2 separate regions of the Gossypium hirsutum genome follow, and region 1 is linked to region 2. The links are chromatin contacts, called in public Hi-C maps. All regions are on one chromosome and are shown on one strand. Each heading gives the region's core, a stretch centred on a gene start, on an enhancer-like site or on the middle of the called end of the contact. The rest is flanking DNA. Distances are from core to core; before and after follow the strand shown.

Region 1 (3,733 bases), core at 1,074-3,573, 86 kb after region 2:
AATATCTTAATGCAATGTTATGAATGCTGTTGTAAATTTAAAATAGTTGGATTTCTAGAAATAAAAAATAAAGATGTTAAAATGATAAATTTTAAAGCATATGGATTAAATCTCAAATTCTATAGAAGTACAATGACTAATAACTTATTTTAACCAAATTTAAAACATTTATAATCTGGTTTAAATTTATATAAATTTTCAATTCTTTTACAACTTACCGATTGAAAAAAGTCAATTGGGTGTAGTTAATTTCATTCCAAAATAGGTTCAATTGGGTCTACTTGCATCAACAAGGCCTGTTGAGTGGAGAATGTTGTCATAAATCAACAAACCAAAGAAAGCATGGTGTTTTTATACCACTTGGCTCTTACTCTTTAAATTGACAGCAAAAGGCTTTTCCATTTAAGAAAACACAAATCATTCCTCTCCAAATCCCCACACTTTACATTATATACAATAAGTATAAGAAACAGTATAGGAATGACTTTTTATTTCTTTTGGATCTCTAATCATGTGATCAAGAGGACAAACACTTGGTATCTGAGGAATACATAAGTTTGGTTTGCAGAGCATGATATTTAGGCGAAACTGCCGTCAATATGACAATGCCACAGAGGAGAACCAACCCCAGACCTAGACTATTAACAATCATGGACTCCGGACAGTGTTTGGATGCAGTCCGCCTGCTTTGCAAGAATGTCAATTTCTCTAACAGCCCCGTTTCCGCTGTTGCCACTGCTAAGCCATAAGTGTAGAGACCAAGGAAGATATGCCACGGCAACACCTTTGCTCTTGTCGTCCGCACTTCACCTCGGTGCCAAAAGCTTAGAAAGCCCACCAACCACTGCATTCAAATACACAACCACACCATATAAAAAATTATATTTTCATGTAAACGAAAACTCCTAATCTCCTTGTCATTAGACTGAATTAACCAGCAAACCGAATATGTTGTCTTGCTCTGAATGTAATGAATATTTTGAGCATATGAGAGTATGACAATTGATCAGTCTTTTCTTTGAAAATTTTCGTGCTTAGGCAATAGTTAAATAAGTCCATTAAGGATGGCTCCAGGCCGTGCTTATGAGTTATGCCGTGTAAGGCTGGAATACATCATCTCAGCATAAATAATTGAAAAAGGCTAAAATACGTTTTTGAAACTTGCTAAGGGAGTCGTATAAATGGGGCCACAACCTCAAAAGAAAGCAACACAATATTAATGGGTGAATTGCAATAATTGCAGCTTTCAGCATTCCGTTATTTTTTAATATTACCCAGTGGATAAAAAAGAAAAAAGAAATGTGAATTGTGAATTGTGATTACAACTCAGTTTCCGGTAAGTTTAATTAACTTGCCCCTGGAATGTATTTATCAGTAAAGAAAAGTTAAGGGACCATTTTTGAAGAAAGAAATAGGAACAAAAAATTATTGAGGTGCTTGAAGAATAGAACCTGAGCTCCAAACAAGCTGACACAGATCAAACCCATCCAAGAATGCAGGCTGAAAAAATTAGCCACAATTCCATCTTGTCCATGGAACTTTGTCCAAACCCCAAAAACCCCACAACCTAAAGCCACCCCTTGAAGGCACAAATGCACAGATTTCTTCAAATTCCTTGAACCAGGCAACCATCTGTGTATCAATATAGCTGAAAAGAAAGAAGAACCTCTAATTGTTTGAAAAAAATAATAATCTATTTTCACTTCATTTTCTGATTTACCTTCCCCGCTTATGAGAATGAAGCCAATCACCATGAGCAAAGGATGGAGGACCTGTAAGCAACACAGATAACTTTCAAAGGCTGCAAAAGGAAATGTGAAGTAATTAAGTAGAGAATGGAGTGATAAATAAATACTCACTGCAAAGATGAGGTCTTCTTGGGAGGGTAAAGAAGAGTGAGGAAGGAAGCTAGACTTGAAAAGAAGAGCCCACGAGAGGACCAAAGCTGCCACTAGGATCCCTGATATTCTAGCAAATAAGAGAGGTGGAACCAAAGGTGGAGAAACTGCAGCCATGGGCTTGTTTAGAAACATGCAACTTCAGTTTGAGTAGAGCTGAGCTGATGAGTGAAGTGGCGAGAGGATAGCTACCGACACACACTCTCAGATCTAGCAGGCTGCAAAGAGTAAAGGACCAAAGACATGACACCTTTAACAATACTTTATATGGAAAGTTTTTATATTTTATTTACCGCCTTTGATAAGATCCCCTGTAATCCTCCTATGATAAACCAGTACAATGAAATTTATAAATGGATCAAACGATCAAAAAGGGAAAATGGACTATGAGCTGATAGTGGGGCAATGGCATTGCTACTGCATTATGACTGGAGCCCTGAACTACTATATCTATAATAACATCTTCATTATTGTTGGGCTCCTTTTTTGGACAGTTGCTGGGCTTCTTGATCTTGCATTCAAAATCCAATCCATATACATTTGACCTTCCTTACAAATTTAGGATCACTCCACTTCATTCAAGTTCAACTGTCAGAGAAGGATGGCTTAAAAGCCAGTTGAGCTCAAGTAGATGGCTCAGCAACTGCCTTCCCCAACAATAGTTTGTCTTTGTTAATACTGTTTGATGTTGTTACGTAAACTGTTAGTTTTTGTAATCTTGTATATATAATTTTTTTTTTTGTTACTCATAAAATTTCGTCTGGTTTGATACTGATGTTGACAAAGTGTGATTTGTTAATTTTAGATATTTAATATTACTGTCTAAAACTGTGGTCGAAAGTTAAAATATTTATTTTAGATATAATTTTGGTAATTAAAAAATCCATATGACAATTTCTATTAACTCGATAATACCAGTTACTATTAAATTAATTAACTAAAATGATATTTAAGTAATTCAATAACAACTGCTAATAATAACAAATACTATTAAATTATCCCCATGCATCAAACCAATTTAAACTATGCATAACTCATCACATATTCATTCTTAAACATCTTAAAGTATTATGCTAAATCATGGCTTGCTTAAAGATAATTAAAAACACAAAAATAGCACAGAGAAGGGACAATTTGTATTTTCACACCCCAAACTACAAAAGCTAAAACTCACAACACCACCTACCCAACTTTTCAGTTTGGCTCAAAAAAGTACTTTTAGTTCTAAAAGCATGTTGTTTGGGATTGCTTCTCAGGTGTAAAAGCGCTTCTCGCACCCTACATGCATTGTAATATCAACTGTTGTTTGATGTTATGGTTCTAAAATAAAATTAAAAGAAAAAAAAATCAAAAATAAGAGAATAATGTGCCAAGAATTATCTATAATCTCTTTATAACTTTGAAATAAGAGGATAATATGTTTCAATACACTCTTAACTCACGTCCTCTTGCACTAGTAACAATGCCGACATTAACTAAACTAAAACTCAATCGACTTTTTAATACGTCAATAATAATAAACTAATACTTCTAAGTGCATTTTTTTAATTTTATTTTCATCTATTTATAATATTTCGTTAACTATCTCAATAAGAAAAATATTGTATGAGCGTAGACCAGATGGTACTTCTCATTCAACCATGCAAGGTCCGGAAGTAGAGTTTCCTTGTGACATAATCACTTACCAATTATTATAAATTTCAAAATAGCCCATAAAAGAAATGACACGGCAATTAATGATAAACTAAAAAAGCCAATTTAATGGTCAAAGATGATTTCATCAGCGGTTGACAAAAAGTATGTCGATGGCGAACCGAAAGCTAGTCTAGCAATAG
Region 2 (3,850 bases), core at 1,285-3,784:
ATTAATTTTATATATATTATTTTTGTATTTTGGGTTGGTTTTAGGATTCGTTTTGGCATTAAGCTAATGGGATATGTTTTTTTTTTGGGGGGGGGTTAATAGATTAAAGTGTATATGCATACATATGTTGTAAAATATATAATAATTCCAAAGCTCAATTCAAATTGAAAACGAGACTTAAATTAAGTCTTCAATCATTTTTTAAATCTTATATTTTTATTTGAACTTTTCATTTTTTCATATGAACGAATAAGTTTTTAATTAATCAACAGCAAAGTAATTAATCAATTAATTAATATAACATTGTAAATGTTAAAGGCGCATAAAATAAGAAATGGATGGACGGCGAGAAGCATCCAATCCAATGCAAGGAGATCAGTTGGTGGGTCGGTCCAAACCGAATCTCATCTTTAACCCAAAATCCACAGCGTTGTGCTTGACTGGGGATGAGATTAATAAAAATAGGTTGGCTATAGAGAAAATGGGGCATGGTTTCATGATATGCATGAAGGCATATATGTAGATGTATTTATGGCTGTGTGTGGCTGCGGCTGGAGGGTGTTCCGTAGAAGAGAGGGGAGAGTCAAAAGCAGAACCCCAAATTTCCATGGAATGTGTCCCCAAAGTGGGACAGTGGGTTTCTGCATTTCCAATCACATTCCCTCACCCTCATCAACACGTCTCTTTCACTCACATTTTTACAAAGTACCAATATGCTCTTATCTATCCCTTCCTTCCATTAATTTATTTCCTAAACCGAAAGTGAGTCCCACTATAACTAGCTTCCTTATTATTTTGTCTCTAATTCACATCAACGCAAACTACCAACATTTCTTAAATACGCAATTATGATCTAAAACTATTTTATCATTACAATGCTTCCCCTTGTTTCCTTTTCCTTTCCAATCTGATTTCACCTTTACAATTACACTCTATAATTATTCTTATTAATCTTAAACATTCATCATCTATCATATTAGATCACTCAACATTTTATATAAAATAATAAATCCATTGATATCAATATCATTCTAAACTTGTAGAAATTGCAAGCTAAAATGGACTTCATACGACTCTTATTAGTTACTAGTTTGAGGACAGGGGTAAACTAGAAAATGCATCAAACAACAAATATTTTTAACACTTAATTACACATATGATGCAATCCTTACATTATTTAAAAAGGCCATTTTAGTATAATCCACTCTAAACCTCGAGAAATAAAATTTAATTTTACCAATTAAACCAAAAAATTTTAGGCCTAAAATAGTTATTTTAGCCTTCTATTTAATTTTCGTCTTTTTTAGCCTTTAAATTTGAGTTGTTTGTCAAATCACATTAAAATAGATGGAAAAAATTAGCATATGTTTAACTTTATTAACGTGGCATACATGTGGATTATCATGTGGATGTCACATTAACAATTAATTAATTTTTTTACATATAAAAATTAAAAAAGACATAAAATTTATTTAAAAACTAAAAAGTTATTAAAAGTATATTTAAAAAAAAGTTAATATCCATTCATTTTGAGGCTAAAAAAAGTCAAAAATTAAATAAATAGTTAAAATAATTTTTTTTTATAAAATTGGAGGACCAAATAAATTAGTTTTTGATATTAAAAAAAAAATCTTCTAACTAAGCAAGTCGGCTCCACAATCTCTCTATATGTATATACTGCAGTTGAAAAATTCCAAATTAATCTGAAAAGTAATAACATGATACCTTGCTTTTAATCACATGCAAGCTTTTGTCACAGAGGTCAAATATCGTGATTGTAAAGGCTAAATTAGGGCGGATCCAGTGTAGAGAAACAACCATATCGAGGAATACTTAATTACATGGCCTGCATTTATACTTACACAAAAAAGAAAGGAAAGATGGCTTGTATTAGTATTATATATACATATAATAAATCATAGATATAGAAAAAGTGAATGCATGCAAGGATGCATGCATGAGAGTCCAACAAAGAGCACAAAGACATGACCATGCTTGAACAAAACGCTAGCTATAGAGGCTTGTTAGACCCCCTCACATGTATATTCATCATTGTCATTTGCAATAATTTCGATCAAAAAAAAAAAAACTTGGGTTAATCGCTGCACGCTTAAAAGTTATTCATATGATACATATATAACCTGCCAGACAGAAATAAAAAAAATAAGAAAAAAAAGAAGTGATAACCTTGCTTATCAAGGATTCATGATTGGAGCACTAAAATCATGAACACAGGAGAGACCATTTTTCATTTGGTTTATAATAGTAATGAGAATACAGACATATAATCGCAGAAAATATATAGCATTTAGTAAATTTGATCAGGCTTAAATCAATAATATATAAAATACGAGCCCAGTAGCATCGGAAGTAGATGTGTAGAGAAATACAATTGAAAGTTGAAATTGAGGCCTGGCCTGAACATGTGGAATTTGGGTTATTTAATGTTTTTTGCTGGGCTATGATCTATAATGCTCTATGTAAGTTTTCAGCCTATTTTCTCAAATCCAATTACAAATCCAGACTTGAATATTTTCCAAGTCCAACGGTTGAGTTACAATGTTACTTCCATACCATAGCCTGCCCTTTTTTATTGTAGGCTTATTCATCAAATATCAAATCCATGGCAATCACAAAAACTACTATTGTTTTACTGAAATGATAGAGGATGATACTATCTCAATAAAAGACGTACATAATAATAATAAACTATTATTCTTTTTAAAATTTATATAAAAAAATAAAATTATTCTCAAAATGATATTTATTGTTTATTAAAAGTGAGGATCTTGTGATAAATTCATTCTTTACCACCAATTCGGTACAATATAAATATAATAATAGATAAAATTTAATATATATGTATGTGCCTTCCAAATGTCCAAGTGTCAAATCCATTGCTGCTTAATTGCCTCTTGGTTGAAAAGCCAAGTTTGAAGACCCAAACATAAAGGGACTGAAACCCTCTCTAGGAAACATGTAAGCTTCAAAAGTTTGTTCAACTGACAAGATTACCGTGCAATTAACAGCTTCCTTTAATTGAAAATTTGAAACTTTGTGGCTAGCCTCGTCTAGTTAGGTGATACTTTGAAACTGGAATCCAATTTATGTGAAAGGTATAGCCAATAGCCCCAATCAATCAGAAGTAGTGCTTGTCGAAAGTGTTCCACTTTACCCATCACAACATATCAACAGGGTTTTTATGGTCAAGCAAGGCCCACTGACTTTTATGAGGTAGTACTAGTAGCTAGCAGCTGGAAATGCTTATATGCTAATGGCTGAGGCTGACGGTTGTAAATTGTCCATTAATATTGATTGACCAAGTGATTGCAGTACCAGGCTATAACGTGAAATAAAATTCCTAACCCTTGCTCTCTCCGGAATCTCAACTGAGTTGAGTGCAGAGGGCAATTTTATCCATCCATAGGCATCTTTCCTTTTTCTTTTTTTATCGATCCCAGTTCAGGGTATCTGACAGTTAAAGCGTTCATACACACATATGCATGTCATATTGAGCAGAGCAGTCCATTTAGAATATTGCTACTTATGTCTTGGGAAATTGGAGAAGAATTATATTCCCATTAAAGTTAACAAAAAAAGCCTAGCTAGCATGAATAGCATAGCAGTGTGTCCCAATTTCTTTTGTTTACTAAACGTAGATAATCTGAGAGTACATTGGTCTCAATCAGCTACAAGTTGAAGCCTAACCTCCTCCTTCCTTTCTGAAAGAGAATCTGTATATGTACTTTATCAACAAAGAGTAGTGGAATATTGGGCAATTAGCACTTTGAATTCATAATTCTAAATGCGTAGTTTTGATGATCTATTTGGTCCATCTGGATTTTCAGAT

Evidence for each region. Hi-C and Micro-C count contacts between places; a contact is called where the count stands out from the background.
Region 1: a contact with region 2 is called in a Hi-C map of leaf, with 2.1 times the contacts expected there. The contact joins the promoter of LOC107946458 here to the enhancer-like site in region 2. A contact is called at or near these places in 2 of 34 Hi-C or Micro-C datasets (both in leaf).

What each region holds. Positions count from the first base shown.
Region 1 is chrD12:51,741,577-51,745,309 of Gossypium_hirsutum_v2.1, forward strand. LOC107946458 (probable transmembrane ascorbate ferrireductase 4) reads right to left here and starts at 2,324. Exons shown (of 4, transcript XM_016880793.2): 1 at 1,860-2,324; 2 at 1,721-1,772; 3 at 1,452-1,648; 4 at 380-844. The coding sequence starts at 2,033. The coding sequence ends at 518.
Region 2 is chrD12:51,655,582-51,659,431 of Gossypium_hirsutum_v2.1, forward strand. No RefSeq gene overlaps it. Among protein-coding and RNA genes, the nearest start is that of LOC107946454, 6.3 kb to the left of the region's middle. Within about 2 kb of position 2,535, at least 5 of the 9 cell types and tissues checked have an H3K27ac peak or open chromatin away from gene starts, as enhancers often do. A contact at or near this core is called in leaf, where this site is marked.